2 separate regions of the Danio rerio genome follow, and region 2 is linked to region 1. The links are chromatin contacts, called in public HiCAR-type maps. All regions are on one chromosome and are shown on one strand. The core of a region is the stretch at or near the end of the contact, and the rest is flanking DNA. Distances in the headings are between cores, read along the strand shown. Region 1 overlaps syt6a (synaptotagmin VIa). Region 2 holds the start of syt6a (synaptotagmin VIa).

Region 1 (2,725 bases), core at 66-2,565:
CTAAAATCGTCCATCTCGTCTTTGACCCATACAGTATAATAGAATATTAGTTTATATATATATATTTTCCATGCTTTACAGTACTGCTGGATCCAGACTGTACCATTTGCCTACTTTTATCCTACACATAACCATTACGGTGTATTTTTTTATCATTAAATAAAACAAAACAAATGTGTGATTCTGAAGACGAATGTTAGTTAATTACCTCTAAATCTATATTTATTGTAATATCAACCCTGATCTTATACAGTACACAATATGAAGCATACATTATATATGCAAGACATTTTCCAAGACAACAGGTCAAATATGGTAAACCTTGACAGTTTGATACGCAATAAAATGACATGTCAAAAGATGGAGATGTCAGCGGGTACTTGAAGCAGCGGGATAGCTTCAAACAGGAACTGAATTGCTATTAACAGCAGAGCTACTAAGAAGCAGAAACACATCTGCACCTCTTTAAATGCCATTACACCAGTGAAAAAAAAAAACATAAATCAAGACGCATTTCTATGAATACTTCAGCACTTTTATCCTTAAATGCTCACTTTTGTACTCTAGTTTGAATATTAACGCAAATATATTCAGCTACATGTGGAGCGTCGAACTGAACTTTCTTCACATGTAAACCGTCTTTCTTTTGGCAAGAAATAAATAGATAGGAAAAAGTTTGTTGTGCTCTGATCCTTTTAGAGAGTCTCTTTTCACACATAACATTTACACGACATCTATAAACTGATAAATATATGAATATTCTTCATAAAACGTTTACCTCCACACAGGTTTCACACGAGGATTCCACAAAGAAAACGTTTTGTTGGTAGTACACAGCACAAGACCCATCCATTTTCCTCTTTTCTCCTACAAAACATCAAGCTTTTACATGCCAGTCCTCATTTTTAGAATTTCCAGCAGTTCTAAAGTTTTAAGATCTTGCAACATTGTGTGGAAACTCTCGTCTCCACACTTTCAGTACGCAGCATCAGATTTCAAACGCTTGAGGAAAATTCATATGGAAAGAAACATCTCCGCTGACGATATCAAGCTATTCTAGGTACACAACGTTGCCATTGTAGGTGCAGAGGTTTGTACGAAACCTCTGATTATCGACTGAGAGCAGCTTGAACGTGAGGAACATCGGTGGGGCAAAGACAGCCAGGTCTGGTCTTAGATCAGTGTTTGGGAACCATCTAAAACAACCCATATATGGGGAGGTGGAAATAGCTCTCGCTTTCATCGGACGGACAGACGGACGGACAACTGCGAGGATGCCGAGCCTGGAGTTTATTTAACATATGGCTCTGATCAAGGGCTGGCAGGAGGTTTGGGGGAAGGACAAGACCCCTGACTGTCAAAACTAGCTGTTCTGGCTTTCCACTGCAAGAGAAGACACATGGAAAACACAACAGTCATTACAGTGTTAGAGAAACAAGCAGAAGAGACGCATTATGTAGACTGCCCTTATTGCTCAGAAGAGACCGATTGCCTGAAACCGATGTATCTAAAGTTACATTATAAACTGAATGTAAAACATGTACAGATAATTATAGTTTTTATATATGAAGACAAGATTAATAGCCCTCCTGTGGAATTCAGTTTGTGAAGTGTTATTAAACAGAGCAAGGAATTCTTTTACAGTATTTTTCTCCTGGAGAAAGTCTTAGTTCTTTTAATTTGGCTGGGATAAAATCAAATTAAACACTGCTAAGGTCAATATTACAAGACCCTTAAAGGGCACCTATAATGCAAAATCAACTCTTGGATGCTATTAGATAGGAAAGTGTGTCCACAGTCATATCAGATCAAAATTCAGATTTTCAGAAATGTATAATAAATAATCTGATTTATTTTGAGCTAAAACTTTACAGACACATTCTGGAGACACCAAAGACTTATCTAAAATCTTGAAAAAGTGGTAAAATAGGTGACCTCGAATATATCATTTTTAATTGGATGCTAAATAAACCACTGTTGTCCAATGACTTGCCTAATTAACCCAGCTTGCCTAGTTAGGCCCTTAAATAACACTTTAAGCTGAATACTACTTGTGCAAAATAACTAGTAGAATATTATATAGTGCCGTCATGGCAAATAAAATATTTATTAGAAATATGTCATTCAAACTATTATGTATCAAAATGTATATATATATATATATATATATATATATATATATATATATATATATATATATATATATATATATATATATATATAAATCTTTCTGCTAAACAGGGCTAAGGAAATATTTGAAAAGACTAAATAATTCACAGGAGGGCAAATTTTTTTTAATTCAGTATATATCCCTTACTCAAGCAAACTGCATACATGAGGCTTTAAAAGTTTGCATTTTGTGTTCAACAGAACTAATATGTAGTATGTCCATCAACATTAATAATTGTTCTTATAATAATCAACAATAACGGTACCAACAATGTTGATATAATTTACTGACAAACATTTTCTAGATTTCTTAATAAAGTAATTTAAATTGTTCACTTTATGTACTTGAAATAAAAGTGCATAAGGTAATAATAAAAGCCCTTGCAAAGGTAAAAAAAAAAAAAGAAAAAGCCCCTTGAAATCAATACCTTGCGCAAACAATGCCCCTTAATGAAAAAGTTCATTTCTGACCCGAGTACACACCATCATTTAAGGTCAAGGCCATTTTATTTATAGAGGGGATTAGAAACAGCCACACGACTATGAAGTGTTGAAT
Region 2 (2,700 bases), core at 188-2,687, 120 kb after region 1:
TGATCCTGACACAGTTCCCACAAGATTGACTGCCTCTTTGCCATTTTGAAAATACAAATTATTATTAGGGTGGCCACTATGCCATTATTTATAAATGTAAGAAAGATGATTGGATGAAAATATTGTTGAGTGCCAATAGTTAAACCTGACTTTTGCGCCCACACATTTTCTGGAACAGGATCCAGCAAGATCTGGCTCAAATTAAGCACTGGGTGTCACATGAAATACAAATATTCGGTAACACTTTACAATATGGTTCATTAGTTAATGCATTTACTAACATGAACTAATCGTGAACAACACATGTACAGCATTTATTAATCATAATTGAACATTTACTAATGCATTATTAACATCCAAGTCCATGCTTGTTAACATTAGTTAATGCACCATGAGTCAACATGAACTAACAATGAACTACTGTATTTTCATTAACTAACTTTAACTAACATGAACAAATACAGTAGTAAATGTATTGTTCATTGTTTGTTCACGTTAGTAAATGCATTAATTAACATTAACTATTGAACCTTATTGTAAAGTGTGACCAAATATTCACATGAATGTGTTCCAAAACCCCATTTCCTGAGTATTTAATATGTGATTTACTTGTGACTTTAACATATAACGCTTATGTGATGCACTTGAGTTTTTTTTCTGTAAAGACGAGAAATAAATTAACATAAAAAGTCCTCAATGTATCTATTTATTGTGTTTATGTTCATTTCTTTACATATAGGCTGACTGTGCTATAAACTGTCCATGCAAAAAATATAAGTAGGATTTATCCTATTGTCTTCATATAATATATCTTAACTAATCCCAAAGAGGGATTTGTCAGGTCTTATTATTTTTACTATTATTTAAAAGTGGAAAAACCAAAAAGAGAGATTATTTAACATTTTAAGCAAGTCACGGTTATTATGCAACATAAAATATTTCTTTTCTGAAAATGAAACGCATTAAAATAGTGCAGCTGTTTTTACAAAAAGCGTAAAACTAACATTTTGTGAAAACTGGCTAATGAAAGTCAACCTACAGTAGGCCTAATCTTACCTTTTTGAAGTAGGTTATGGGAGTTAAATAAAAACATGTAACCTACATGATAAATATAAGTTTTAGAAACTGAAAATAGGGAGAATATAAGTTAACCATTGGGAAAGAAGACAATGAGCAACCGCACTTTTCATTCAAACCCTCATTTAAAGTCCTCCTCACAACCTGGTCTTCATTGTTTGGCGATTTTTTATCTTCAATGCTTTCGTCATGATATTTTCAAAAGAAATTTGACAGTTTTACTACATAAACATACCCGTATTATGTAGAAAGTGAAGTGAAAATCTCATCATAATGGTGAAGTATTTGACGACAAGCGTGCGCACGCCATACAGTTCAACAGTTTGGACAGTCCAACTTGAGATCACGTCACCATGTAACTGGTGTACAAGTGTCCAATGAGGGTCTCTTATGATGCGGAGTCATGGCGCTGACATGAGCGAGCCCAAAACCGACATGCTAGCAAATTTAAACCATACATACACAAATTAATCCAATCTGCCGAACTATCCGAGGCGAATATTAACAGAAACAGTCAACGGCTGGCTTCGGTAAGTAGAAAAGCGTACGAAACAGCTTATGTATAAAGGTAAAATGTGACGCTTCTCGTGTTGTTTTTCTCAACAGGCAGGCAGACAGGCAACAGACGGTCATTGTGTCGGGAAAGCGATTTCACGTATGTTTATGTTATGAATACTGACGCTGGATTTTTCTTCAAAGTCTTTTGATTACTTAACGTTACTGGTTTGGAAATTGCAATAGAAGCTGTTTCGTTGATGCCTCGTTAGTATATAGTTGGAGTAGGTGAAGATGAGCAATGCATGACATTATCGGTCAAATCTTAAAATAGACTGTAATTTGAAGGTCTTTTAGACTATAACAAAAACAGGTGTGACAAAAGGTTGAAACTAGCTTTAACCCCAGCGTGTAAAGACTAACTTTTATAGGCATCTATAATGGCTACACTAACGTCATCGGTCAAAATTGCAATAACATTTTAAAATATTACACTTTTATTTAGATTTTATATTAACTGTTGTAATGTATTTTAAAACGTAATTAACTAATGTGATTTAAATCAATACATCAATACTGTCCTTACCATCCTTCTGAAATCACATATAGATAAATACACATTTTATTTAATATATATATATATATATATATATATATATATATATATATATATATATATATATATATATATATATATATATATATATATTATTATTATTATCATTGTGCTGCCTCATATTTTGATGCAAAACTATCAGTACAAAAATATTAATACAAAATATTTTGTTATCATCAGTGGCACAATAAATTGATCAAAAGGTACAGTAAAATTATTTGTTACAAAATATTTTATTTCATATGTATATATGTATACACACACACACACACCTTTTACATAGACACACACATAGACCATTTTGAGGGATGTAAACAGTAACGGGGGTCCAAATCTATTTCCTGTTTTACATTTTTCATTTCCATATTCCAAGAATCCTGAAAGGTCTACATATTGATAAATAATGTTAGGATATGATTCAATTGCCTCTTGTTACAGTTATTAAAATTGTTTGACAACAAGCAGGAATAGTCATGGGCTAGTGACATCACCACATTGAAATGGTCTAATTC

The links. HiCAR-type assays count read pairs that join an accessible place to other places.
Region 2: a HiCAR-type map of caudal fin shows a contact between it and region 1, with 6 times the contacts expected there. The contact joins the promoter of syt6a here to the enhancer-like site in region 1. A contact is called at or near these places in 6 of 18 Hi-C or Micro-C datasets (caudal fin, embryo, hematopoietic stem cells and 1 more) and 1 of 4 datasets of contacts at active chromatin or transcription factors (caudal fin).

The regions. Positions count from the first base shown.
Region 1 is chr23:27,744,251-27,746,975 of GRCz12tu, forward strand. syt6a (synaptotagmin VIa) reads right to left here. Exons shown (of 10, transcript XM_073939012.1): 10 at 1-1,383. The coding sequence ends at 1,312. Among named protein-coding and RNA genes, the nearest start is that of olfml3a, 14 kb to the left of the region's middle. Within about 2 kb of position 1,316, at least 5 of the 62 cell types and tissues checked have an H3K27ac peak or open chromatin away from gene starts, as enhancers often do.
Region 2 is chr23:27,867,641-27,870,340 of GRCz12tu, forward strand. syt6a (synaptotagmin VIa) reads right to left here and starts at 1,438. Exons shown (of 10, transcript XM_073939012.1): 1 at 1,313-1,438. klhl21 (kelch-like family member 21) reads left to right here and starts at 1,497. Exons shown (of 6, transcript NM_001320407.1): 1 at 1,497-1,607; 2 at 1,684-1,732.